Linked DNA regions of Mus musculus: region 1 is linked to region 2. Evidence: chromatin contacts called from public Micro-C data. All regions are on one chromosome and are shown on one strand. Each heading gives the region's core, a stretch centred on a gene start, on an enhancer-like site or on the middle of the called end of the contact. The rest is flanking DNA. Distances are from core to core; before and after follow the strand shown. Region 1 has its middle 9.1 kb from the start of Gm41429. Region 2 holds the start of Tango2 (transport and golgi organization 2).

The links. A called contact is a pair of places that touch in the nucleus more often than the background predicts.
Region 1: a Micro-C map of the HL-1 cell line shows a contact between it and region 2, with 2.4 times the contacts expected there. The contact joins the enhancer-like site here to the promoter of Tango2 in region 2. A contact is called at or near these places in 9 of 39 promoter capture datasets (the 3T3-L1 cell line, 3T3-L1-derived adipocytes, the C10 cell line and 5 more), 1 of 15 datasets of contacts at CTCF or cohesin (the NIH/3T3 cell line), 12 of 484 Hi-C or Micro-C datasets (the G1E-ER4 cell line, the HL-1 cell line, the N1E-115 cell line and 8 more), 1 of 115 datasets of contacts at active chromatin or transcription factors (pancreatic cancer cells) and 2 of 9 other capture datasets (liver and pancreatic islet).

Annotation. Positions count from the first base shown.
Region 1 is chr16:18,684,242-18,691,063 of GRCm38.p6, reverse strand. No RefSeq gene overlaps it. Among named protein-coding and RNA genes, the nearest start is that of Gm41429, 9.1 kb to the left of the region's middle. Within about 2 kb of position 3,488, at least 313 of the 459 cell types and tissues checked have an H3K27ac peak or open chromatin away from gene starts, as enhancers often do. A contact at or near this core is called in 3T3-L1-derived adipocytes, the HL-1 cell line, the N1E-115 cell line and 13 more, where this site is marked.
Region 2 is chr16:18,340,645-18,346,848 of GRCm38.p6, reverse strand. Tango2 (transport and golgi organization 2) reads left to right here and starts at 2,939. Exons shown (of 9, transcript NM_001359109.1): 1 at 2,939-3,051.

The sequences.
Region 1 (6,822 bases), core at 2,239-4,738, 340 kb before region 2:
TGGCCCTATCCAGTCATGGCCCCACCCAGCCATGCCCCCCCCCCCCCACCTAGCTATGGTCCTGCTCAGCCACGGCCTCAGTCAACCCTCTGTCCACACATGGTCAAATCCAACAGCTCTGTGCCTGTCTCCATCTATGTGTTATGTAACCTGTGACCCTGCATCTCATCAATAAGCAATGGCTGCCCACAACAGATGCTGTGTCTGACTTTTGCCTTTGATCAACCTGGAGCAGGTGAGTCTCTAAGGTCTTTGGCTCCAGAGAGCCAGCCAGGCCACCCCCCTGTTCCCACCTGAAACTACATCCCTGTATAACCTTTCTAAGTGCTTTATACATCTCACAGGACAGGAAGTGCAAGGTCAAATAGGAAGAAGTTCCTGGCTCAGTCACTTACCCTCATTTGGTTTCCCTCCTTATAACAACATGGCTGCTGCAGTTCCAAGCACAATATCCAGTCCCATGTACCCCAAGAAGAGGCTAATTTATCCCTTAGCTATCTGCTTGGATGCCTTTCCAGCATACACAGCTTAGAGTTAGGGCAAAGGCCAACAGGAAGCTCTCTGGTCAGAGAACAGGTGTCATGAAACCTGCCAATTCACAAGTGAAAGCAGACACCCACAGGGCCATGAGTGCATATGTACCAAGGCACTGGAGCATCCTCACAGAGCAGATCCTGGCATCTACAGACCGTGTCAGCCCACAGTGCCTCCTGTGTGTTCTGGAAGAGCTATAATGCTGTTTGGGTTTTTTTCTTCACAAAGCCCCCTTAGTTCCAGTGAAAGTGCCAAAGCTTCAAGGTCCTTGGCACTTTCTCCTCAACACAGGACACACAACCCTGGCTCCCAGGCCTGCCAGACCCTTCCTGTTTATGCTCTGGGGGATGAAGTTGCAGCAGGGCAGGTGAGTGGGGCTCCAGCACAGCCTTTGTTCTTGACAGCTTGAAGTGAAGAGACCTAAGCTCACAGGAACAAATGCCGCACAGGAGGAACACACATGGCTGAGAGTCCCTTGAACTTGGCTTAGAAGGGAGAGTGTGGGGCATTCAGCTAGCCAAAACTCAGTAAACCTACCAAGCAATATGCAGGGCAAGAGAGAGTATAGCATCTCCTGTGTCCAGTGGCCTCTTCATCCTGGGATGCTCACCCCTGGATGAGGTGCTTGGAGCTGCAACCTCAGCTGGGGGTCAATATTTATTTGTTTGTTTGTTTATGATGTGTGCACAGCAGACAGAGAGAGAGAGAGAGACAGAGAGAGAGAGAGAGAGAGAGAGAGAGAGAGAAGCAGGCGGTGTACACATATGTGGGAGGCAGAGGACAACCTCATTTGCTCTCTACTTACTGAGATAAGGTGAGATAAGGTCTCTCACTGAACCTGGAGCTTGACCAATCAGCTGGGTGGATTGGTCAATAAGTTCCAGGGACCTATCCTATTTCCTTCCCCAGCTCTGGGGCTAGGTACAGGTACAGGTACAGGTACAGGTACAGGTACAGGTACAGGTACAGGTACAGGTACAGGTACAGGTACAGGTACAGGTACAGGTACAGGTACAGGTAGACACAGGCCCTGGTGCTTGCATAGCAAGCACTTCATCCAGTGAGCCATTTCCCAGCCCTTCAGTTACTTTTTAAGATGGTGTTCCTGAAGTCTGACTTGCATAACCTAAAATGTGTGCAATCCACTAGGACATGCACTCAGGCCATCCCAGAGCATCCCAGCACTCCAGCAAGGGGTGGGTGCCCTGCTCCTTGCAGTCTTCAGGTACAGGTTCCCTCTACTTTGCCCTCCAGCCATACACATAACTTAATAATATTTAGAGAAAATAACATGGCTGTGCACTGCTGGAAAGTACTTTAGGTAAAGGAAGCAGAGGTGAGGCAGAGAGCATGTTACTGAGTACACGAGTCCCACACAGCAGTGTCTCCCATCATGCACAGAGCACAGGAGTCCCACACAGCAGTGTCTCCCACCATGCACAGAGCACACGAGTCCCACCCAATCTCTCCCATCATCTCTAGTGTCAACTCGACACACACTTGACACTCTTATCGGGGTTGACCCGAACCCAACCAACCACATGCTGGAAAATGTTTAATTTTTTTCAAATAACACTTATAGGCAGATTTGCAGTTTCCATCCAGCAGGTGCGTCATAGAGATCCAGCCATGACATTTACTTATAATCACAGAAATTGGAAGTCTGAAACAGGAGGATGGCAAGCAAGCATATCTATGAAGGGTGCCAGGGAACGGGAGTTGTATACATTTGTGAGCTGCGATGTGGGTGCTGAGAATTGAACCAGAGTCCTCTGACAGCAGACAGTGCTCTTAACCACTGAGCCACCTCTCCAACTCCCAATTTTTAATTCTTAGAGCAAAAATAAATAAGTACATTTATTTCATTAGCATGCAAATTTGGGGATTTTTAAAAAGTAAATAAATGGTAAATTACAGGTACACCAAAGACATTTTAAAACAAAATTCTTTATGGTTTGTTATGGTTGTTTATCACATAAAAATTTGATTTTGTAGGGGCTGGAGAGATGGCTCAGCGGTTAAGAGCACTGATTGCTCTTCCAGAGGTCCTGAGTTCAAATCCCACAACCACATGGTGGCTCACAGCCATCTGTAATGGGATCTGACTCCCTCTTCTGGAGTGTCTGAAGACAGCTACAGTGTACTTATATACATAATAAATAAATAAATCTTTTTAAAATTTTTTATTTTGTCGATCTATTTCATATGCCTATGTACCCAAGGCTGTACAAAAAATCCACAGGGAGAAGGGATCAGTAAGGGGAAGTTTCAGGAATGTTGGTTTTGAGAGTCAGGGAACACTGGGTCAGTCTCTGAATTACCTGGTTGATTGTGCCTGGGATATGGGCAGCTTCAGAACTTAGGGTCTATGGATGCTATGTAAGCAATCTCTCCAAGGTACTCATCATGCGCGCGCGCGTGCGCGCGCGCGCGCGCGTGTGTGTGTGTGTGTGTGTGTGTGTGTGTGTGTGTGTGTGTGTGTGTGTCTGTCTGTCTTTGTACATGTATCTGTCAGTGTTTATAGGAGTGTTCATGTGTTTCTGTGAATGTCTGTCTGCATGTGTCTCTGTACTGTACATGTCTGTCTCTGTGTATGTGTCTGTGAGTGTGTCTGCGTGTATGTTTATGTGTGTCTGTGTGTGTCTCTCTGAGTGAGTCCTCTGTCTGTGTGTGGTGTGTTTCCATTGACCCTGTTGGGTGGAAGCACCGCAGGTTTTTCTCCAGCTTCCTCCCTCCCTTCTCTACATGCTCACCTTTGCTGAAGCAGAGCCTTGCCCTTAGGGAGTCAGAGCCGTGAGATATCTCCTCTCTTGGCGACTAAGACCAACGTCAACTAAAACCACACCAGAAAAAGCAGCTTCTGTCCAGCACGTGCCCTACAGAGATCCAACCATGACATTTACTGCCCATCTGCCTGATAGCTGGGATCTGAGGCCCCCTGTCGGTGGAAACTGGCCAAATCACTCAGATTGCCCTGCCATGATTTGAGTCACCTTCTGCCTTGGGCTCCGAAGATCTGGGCTGAGTGAGCACTCTGGAATGAAGGCGGGCCTGAGCTTAGATATAAACACCGTTTCTCCCTGTGTGTCTCCTTCTCTCTGGGTCTCTCTCTGTGTGTTTTTCACCCTTCTTCCCACCCCTCCTTCTTTCCCTCTCTCTGTTCTTCCCCGTTCTTCCACTCTTCTCAGTTTTATTGAGACATTCTCCAAGCCCAGAACGCAGGGTTCTGATTTGTCAGAGGTGAGTGCAGGCCAGCTCTGGGAAGAGTAGGATTCTCATGTTCCAGGAGAGGCTGACCAGCGCTGCAGACTGAACTGGGGCCCAGCCGTCTGCTGACCTCTCAGCTCAGCTCAGCGCAGCGCAGGGCAGGCCCTCCCTCCTGCCCTTCTGCAAACCGCACCGCCCTGGAGACTGGAGTGTTTGTGGCAGCCTGGTCCCGCCCTCCCCCTCTCCTGGCGCCTCCCGGGTCCCACGCTCCGCCCAGGCTGAAGCAATGACTTATTTGTGTATTGAGGTCACGGCAGCCCCTGGGGACAGAGTTGTCAGCCTGTGCCGCGGCCACAGGGTAGGCACTCACCAAGTCAATAATCGGTCTGAGGACTAGCGACTAGCCTTTTATTCCTTAGGTCTTTGAATTTTAAATTTTTTTATAAGAAAGGCATTTTATGCTAAAATTATAATAAATGTTTCTTTTCTGTCCTATTCACATTAAAATTTTTTTAGCTATATAGTTTATTTCTAGGTTCTCTTCATTTTCTCTCACTCACTTTACATCTCTATCTCAGTACCCCTCTCCTCCCTTTCCATAACACGCCCCTCTTTCCAACCTGAAAAGGGGAATCCCCCCCCCCCCCACCAGTGTTTCTTTGAAATGAGAATGTGCCTGCGGGTTCAGGAGGTGAGATCTGGAGGATCCTGAATTACAGGCCAGCTTGAGCCGCATAGGGAGACCAAGTCAGAGAAAGAGCCGGGTGGGAGGGAGAGGTGGAGAGATGGGGAGAGGAAAAACAGGCTTGGCTGAAGGCTTGTGCTTGTTATACTAGTGTTTAGGAAGAGGAGGCAGGATAATCAGAAGTTCAGCCTCAGCTACATAGTCCATTTGAGGCCAGCCTGAGAAACATGAGAACCTGTCCCCAAAACTAGTGAGCCCCCTCCCACCGAATAAGTAAAATAAGCACATGCAAGTTTCAGAGAGACCGAGCTGGGAAGCTCAAGGCATCACTAGGCCACCCAGCAGAGAGAAGTCACCACCTCCTTTGCCTGGGGGTGGGGGTGGGGAGTGTGGATGTGTGGATGAACAAGCAGTCCCTGATTGTCCTTGTGCTCTGACAGGTCACCTTGCTGCCCTTTCAAGCACAGGACCCTGGCCTGGGGGTCACACAGATGCCTCCTTCTCACTATGCAGAAGCCTGCTGCTTTGTAAGCTCCTTTGGAGGCAGGGCAGTTTGCAGCTTGCTGAGAAGAGCATGGGTAGCAAGGCCTCCACACACAGGCAGCTCTGCTGCAGCCTCAGTGATGAGAGGCAGTGAAGCCTCTGAGCATGGTGGGCACAGTCTGAGGGTCCAAGATGCTGCCAGGGTCCTTCCTTCTACCCTGTAGAAGCTGTACATCTGCCCAGTTGACAACAATGGGGTTCTCCACTATGAAGGATGGACTACGGGGCACCCTTGAGTACGTGAGAGTTTCTGTGTAAGCACCACACCTAAGAGAAAAAATGATCTGCATTTCTCTTAGGTTGACTTATTTCACTTAACACAGTGCTCTCCGATTGCAATCATTTTTCTGCAAATGACGTCATTTCATTCTTTTTGGATGAATAAAAATCCATTGACTATATACACCATAACTTTTTTACCCTTCTATCTGGTGATAGGTACCAAAACTGATTCAATGCCCTGGCTGTTGTGAATAGTGCTACAAAATTGGGGGGAGGGGCTATTTTAAATATGCACATCTATATGACATGAAGATGAAAGAGCAATAGAGAGCAAGAGAGGGAGAGACTCAAGAGGTGCACATGACCACATTAAATAAGCACAGGGATGCACACGAGCACAGTGATGCACATGGACACAGGGATGCACATGGACACAGTGATGCACATGGACACAGTGATGCACATGGGCACAGGGATGCACATGATCACAGTGATGCACATGGACACAGGGAGTGTACCTGGTCACAATTAAAATGCATGATTCTAAAAATGATATCTAGCCCCACAATGTCCACATTTCCTGTCCCTCCCATTCCCCTTTGTGTTGATTAGCCAATTGCATAAGATGAGATGCAAGTGCAACAGCGTGAGATGCAGCCAACACCTGTGTTCAGCCACGCCTGCTTCCTGCTCACTAACCCAGTTTGCATTAGACACTTTCCTTTGCAATAAAACACTTTCCATTTATTCATGGTTATTTTTCAATGCCATTAGACTTGTTATTTTTTTACCCTATCAAAAGAATTAATTTGATTTTTTGTTTTTGTTTTTTTTTGTTTGTTTGTTTGTTTTATTTTATGTATATGTGTACACTGTAGCTGTCTTCAGACACACCAGAAAAGGGCATTGGATCCCATTACAGATGGTTGTGAGCCACCAGGTGGTTGCTGGGAATTGAACTCAGGATCTTTGTAAAGAGCAGTCATTGCTCTTAAACTTTGAGCCATCTCTCAAACCCTAATTTCTTTTTAATTTATACATTTTATTTTATGTTTTGTCTGCATATATTCATGTGCACTACATGTGTGCTTGGTGCCTGAGAGGTCAGAAGAAGACATTAGATTCTCTACAACTGGAGTTACAGAATGTTATGAACTGCCATGTGGGTGCTGGGAACTGAATTCAGGTGCTCTGCAAGAATTCCTAACCATAAAGCCATCTCTCCAGCTCTAATTACTTTATTTGTTTGTTTGTTTGTTTCTTTTGTTTTTTCAAGACAGGGTTTCTCTGTGTAGCTCTGGCTGTCCTGGAACTCACTCTATAGACCAGGCTGGCCTCAAACTCAGAAATCCACCTGCCTCTTAATTACTTTATTTTTAAAGGTGTTTTATTTCATTTTGTTTTTGGTTTGGTTTGTTTTTTTCTAGACAGGGTTTCTCTGTGTAGCCCTGGCTGTCCTGGAACTCACTCTGTAGACCAGGCTGGCCTCGAACACAGAAATCCACCTGCCTCTGCTTCCCAAGTGCTGGGATTAAAGGTGTGTTCCACCATGCCTGGCTTAAAGGTGTTTTATTTCATGTTTCCCCATTAGCATTTTTTTTTTTTTTGGAGACAGGATCTTGCTCTGTAGC
Region 2 (6,204 bases), core at 1,690-4,189:
CAGCTCTGGCAAGGCAGAGTGAGCAACTCTAAGAAAGCAGAGTCTTCCAAGAAGGTAGCTCTCTCTAGGTAAAGCTGTAACTACAGCTCTCTACTAACTACAGCTGTCTTTCTGGTTAAGTTGCTGTGTGGTGGGGACTCTCTTTCCTCAGTTAGAAGTGGATTTAGTCAATCCAGCTCTACCCTGGCCCGTACTCATCCTGGAGCACCTCTCTTGAAGACCCCATAGCTCTGGATCATACCACTTCCCCATACTTGCTGATGGGACAGAGGCTGAACAGGTTTTTCTCTGCTAGAAGAGGGCAAAAGGGAGACATAGCCTCCCAGTGTAGGAATGTCCCCTTTTAGAGACCTGGCTGCTTTAGAGCCTGATCATCAGCTGCATAGAGGAAATCAGGGTGGATAGAGACAGCTCAGATAGGTTTCAGGGCTGCTATCTTACAGTCTCCTTACCAGGGCCAATAATGAATATCTCCCCCCTTCTCTCTGCCTCTCTGTCTCTCTGTTTGTCTCTCTGTCTTTCTCTCTGTCTCTGTCTCTCTCTCTCTCACTGTGTGTGTGTTTCTTGCTCTGTCTGTCTCCCCCCCCCCCACTCCCCCCCCCACTCCCCCCCCCCCATCCTCCTTATCCATCCAGCTGCTGGCCATTTCTGTAGGGATAGTGCTGGGGAAAGCCACAGAGAGGAAGTGTTTGTCAGGAAGAACTTCCTAACTAGTTGGCACTTAAATCCTAAAAAGGTGTTTACAAAAAGTGGTGAGCTCCCATTCGAGGAATGAACAATGAGCCAGACTCAAATGGGAGAGAATGTCAGAGTGCATAACTATTAAAAAAAAAAAAATAGGGGCAGGAATTGGATCCCCTTCCCCTAATTTGGACTGCCTAGTTGGGCCTCAGAGGGAGAGGGTGTGCTGGGATTAGATGTCCCAGGGTGGGGTGGTACCCAAGGGGGGCTCCCCCTTCTATGAGGAGGAGGGGAGGGTGTAATAGGGGGTTGGATTTGGGACTGGGAGGAGAGGAAGGAGGGGAGCTGCTATCAGGATGTAAAGTTAATAAATAATTAAGGAAAAAATTGGGGCAGAGGTTCAAATCCCCCCCGCCCCCAAAGGGCCACCTGCTGCCTGTGATGGGATTCGAACCACTGTTCAACATGTTCTTACATCTCTCTTTATGGATAGGATTGATGAGAAAGCATATCCAGCCATTGTCCCACTCTGAATTCATGGCTTGGTGCTTTGGGGACAAGCTACTGTGTATCTGCTATATCCCAGACCATGCTCTTTTAGCCTCAAGCCCGTGTCCTGCTTGTCCATGACTACCTCTTAGTCCTGTAGACCAAGTGATCTGGCAGCTCAGATGGAGACAGCTGGCAGGAGCACAGGGTGACTGTGCTAAGCTGGAGGAAGAATGGAAGTGCCTAGCTAGGTCTGCCACCTGCTGGCCAGGAGTCATAGTCTCCGGAGTCTGGTCATGTTTGCAAATGATTTCCTTTAGTTCTCAGGAGGAATGCTGGTGAGGCTGTGTGAGAGAGGGCAGAGCTGTGACTGGGTCTGGCTACAGCCTTGCTTTCGCCTCTCTGAGTTCCAGTTTTCTGCAAAACATCAGCATTGAAGTTTGGGACCATGGCACCTAGATCGTCCAGGCAGCTAATGCCACTTGGCATTTTTTTTTTTTTTTTTTTTTAGATTTATTTATTTTTTTTTTATTATATGTAAGTACACTGTAGCTGCCTTCAAACACTCCAGAAGTCAGATCTCATTACGGATGGTTGTGAGCCACCATGTAGTTGCTGGGATTTGAACTTCGGACCTTTGGAAGAGCAGTCGGGTGCTCTTACCAACTGAGCCATCTCACCAGCCCGGCATTTTTTTTTTAAATCAATTACATTTTATTTTGTGAGTATATACCACAATGCACATGTGGTGATCAGAGAACAACATAAAGGACACAGATCTCTCCTTCCACCATGTGGATCCCAAGGATGGAACACAGGTGGCCAGGTTTGACAGCGAGCATCTATACCCAGGCAGCTATCTTGCTAGCCCTTTATTTTACTTCAAGTGAATAGCTTAACTGCTCTGAGCAATTATATTTACATCTCTCAAGTGGAGTGAATGAGAACTGGGTATCAAGTCAACTGGGTTGAGAGTCTGTAGTACAGTATCATTGTCTTTAATGTGGTTGTGATCCTTGTACTGAGTACTCACTTTGGGGAGGACCTCTGATGCTCCCTCCACCTTAGCGATGGATGCTCAAGCCCCTTACACAACCTGATATTAACAGGTACAGGAAGCCCCCAGTGATTGTCCTGGCCCTGTTCTAAATGTCCCAGTCATTGTCCAAACATAGCTCAAGCATGGTAAATTCCTCATCCTTGGGGGTCTGGACTCACAGAACAGCCTCTGTGACTTCTTAAGGACTATGGAAGGCACGGTGGAGCAGAAGTCCGTGTTCTGTGTTGTTTTTTAGTGCAGGGAATACAATAGATGAGAAGTCAGAGGCCAAGGATACAGGCAGTCTAGTAAGACTTGGAGGCGACAAAGGGAGGGGAGGGCTATCTGGGACAGATGATATGGTCTAGAGATAAAGACCAGGACTTTGTCTAAAGGGGGTGGAGGTGGGTCCAGCGCCTGAACCGGGCGGGGTGCAGGGTCTCACAGAGATAACCCACAGGCTGAGGAGCTGTGGCTGCATGAAAGGACCAGATGCCCACACAGCTCCAGCCTTGGTGCATCGCCAGCCTTGGTGCATCTCCAGTCTTGGTGCAGCTGCGGGGGCGGAGCGCTATATCTCTAAGCGACAGCACATACGGCCAACAAGGCCGCGGTTCTGGGTTCGATGCTCCGCCCTTCGCTGCTGCGCCCAATAGCGAGCGCTCTGGAGGCGGGCCGGGCGGGTTCTGGGCTGGAGGCTAAAGCCCGCGGGTGCGGCACCCGGAAGTCGGCGGCGGCGGAGGCGGTGAGTGTGCAGCGGGTGGCTGGGGCTAGCGGGCTGCGCTCCTGGCGGGGCTGACCCAAGGTCGGGCGCCGGGCTCCTGGAACGCGGTCTGGATCAGGTTGGTCGAGGACGAGGCGGTCCGCCCCTTCTCGTCATAATTCAGTTTTCCCTTTCCAAGGCATTAAATGGAAACTAAACGGCCTGCTGGTTCGGGACTCTAGTCTGACAGACCAGACCAGACTGTCTCTGATAATTGAAAGCAAAACCCTCACGGTACTGGAAGATGTTTCTATTTATCCCTGTCAGGATTGGGTGCGGGGAAGGGTCTCGGCAGCAGGGGCAGACTTGCTGTGTAAGAGGCTAGATTGGCGGGACAGAGAGCTGCATGGTTGTTGCAGGGTGAAGGGCTGCAGTCTCCAGTGTCAAGAATTACTCTGGAGCCTAGTCATGTCGCCCCTCTCACTCTGAAACCTCCGATGGGGCCTTGGGCTTCACAGAATGTCAGAGTAGACAGCAAGTGCTGGGTCATTCTTATGCCTGATATGGGCTTTACTGGGCTGGCGTAGTGAACCCTTGCTCAGAACGGGAGGACATTGCGTGTAGGCTGCATCCAGGCCAGGTCTGGCCCCACTCTAGGCTCATTGGCAGCTGAGGTTTTGCTTGTTTGCCTCTTGGACAGTGGACAAGGAGGCCCTGATGTTGAGATCCATCCATGTACCCTCAGCATCTTTCCTATGTTTCCTTCTGCCCGATAAGTCATGTCTTTAGAGTGCACCCTATGCCCTTGCAAATGCCTTGCTCAGCAGACCTGTCTGCTGTCTGGGCCTGCTGACTACCGTTTTGCCACTACTAAGCTCAGCCATCTTCTATGGGGTAGATGTGACAGCTATAAGGGACAGGTGAGAGACATGTCCTCTAGACAATTTTTTAAGGTAGTTTCATTAGTCCAACCTTGTACATAGTGAAGTAAACTCTAGCCAAGGAGGCATGTGTTTCCAAGGCTGCTGCAAGCCAGGGTGATTGGCTTCCAGGCCCGTGCTTCTTCCCCTTTCCCTGAGACCTCCTGGGTCATGTGGTCTGCTGGAGAGGGTGACTGTTCCCAGATAGAACAGAGCCTCTGCCCCTCCTCCAGATTCCTAGTGTTGCTGCTGGGATGTGAGATGCTGTGGTGCTCACATCTCTTCAGGTTCCCCCACATGGTCCCCAATCCCACATTTTCATTTTACTTTTGTGTCTTTATTTTACTTTAAGTGTTTGGGGGACACATGGCAGAGGGGCCCAGCTCCCAGCTGTCAAGTCAGCAGCCTGAGAATTTCCCCTAGTTTTAAGGACCTAGTCTCAGATCACACCAGGCTTTGATGATGAAAAGAATTCCAGGCTAGCCAGTTTAGGAAGCAGAGTTGGAGATTGTGTTAAAGATATTTAAATAGAGGCTTAAGTATGAAGATTAGGCACAAAAGAGGTGCCCAAAAGAAAAAAGTAAAACATACTTCAGAGCTTGGGCTCGGAGCTTCTCCGCTTCTCTGATGCATCTCATTGAGTGAGGTTTAAAAGTCCTGTCTTATTCATGGCTCCTAACTAGGTTCAAAGTCAAAAGTTCAGCCCTGGGAATAGAGGAAGGTAGGATATCTTACTGTCAACAGTTTTGTTTGAGGTTCTCTAACTGTGTCTGGGAAGAGAGATAAGGCCATACCCAAGATCATATGCATTTTTTTCAGGCCTTAAGTGTATTGTTATCTTAACATAAAATACCTGTAAATGAGGCCAGGCATGGAGGCTCACACCTTTAATCCCAGCACTTGGGATGCAGAAGCAGGCAGAACTCTGTGAGCTTAGTCAGGGCCACACAGTGAGAACTTGTCTCAAAACAAACAAACAAACAAACAAATGTAAAAATATCTGTATATGAAAATCCTGGTAAGCGTCGGCACCCGTAGCACTGACTGTGCTGGGCCACTTGCTTTTTGCTGGCAAACGCATTAACCCTGGTCCAGGAGGAGGTCCTGCCCTTGCTTCTCTTCACGTCATTGGCCTGTGTCTCCACCCTGCCTCAGCTAGATGCAGTCTGATCACCTACTTGCTCTCATATATGGTACCCCTTAGCCCTTCCCTGGATGTGGGTGACCGATCACCTGTACAAAGAACAGGACAGGAAGGCTTGGAGGAGTTCTAGAAACAGAGCCAAGTTTGTTGTTGACACTAGGTGGGGAAGAGCCAGAGTTCGTCCTTTGGTGATGTGTCAGTCAGCTTACAACAGTAGTAACTGTGAGTCTGGCGTGTGTTGACTCAGACCACAGGGCCTGCTTGGTAAAGGGCTCCTGACAACAAGATCACCTCAAGCCAACTTGATTTTTTGAGATAATCTGTACCATTTTCACCTCTTACCTCAACTATTCATTGTTTGTTCTTTGAGGCAATATAGTCTTGATGAGACTAGAACTTGCTATGTTGCCCAGGCTGGCCTTGAGCTCCTGGCTGTCTTATTTCTTGGCCTCCAGGGTGCTGTCAACTTTAATATTCTGTGTGTGTGTGTGTCTGTGTGTGTGTGTGTCTGTGTGTGTGTGTCTTGCTATGTCACCTAGGCTGACATTGAATTGGCCATCCTCCTGTCTCTGCCTCCTAGGTTGGAGGATCACAGGTGTGCATGCTACACCCAGCTCCCCTTTGAGATTTCAAAAGTCATGTATACAAACTTAAAAAAAAAAATGCCTCCATGTCCCAGCAACTACTCCCATGGTATACTGCTGACACTTGTGTCTACTGGCAAGGTGTCTTAGTGCTTGCCTCTATCCTCTCTGGAGAAGCTGTGAGCTAGAGATGGCTCTATAGTTAAAAGCACTTGTTCTTGTTTGTTTGTTTATTTCAAGACAGGGTTTCTCTGTATAGTCCTGGCTGTCCTGGAACTCACTTTGTAGACCAGGCTGGCCTCAAACTCAGAAATCCGCCTGCCTCTGCCTCCCGAGTGCCACTTGTTCTTGCACAGGTTCTGGGTTTGGCTCCTAGCAACCAGATAGCGCCTTCCAGGAAACCTGACATCCTCTTTGACCTTTGCAGGCACCAGGAATGCATATGGTACACATAGGCATGCATGTAAGCTAACTATCAGATGCATAAATAAATTATTTTAAAGATATATTTATTTTATGTATATGAGTATACTGTAGCTGTCTTCAGACACACCGGAAGAGGGCATCAGATCCCATTACGGATGGTTGTGAACCACCATGTGGTTGCTGGGAATTGAACTCAGGACCTCTGAAAGAGCAGTCTT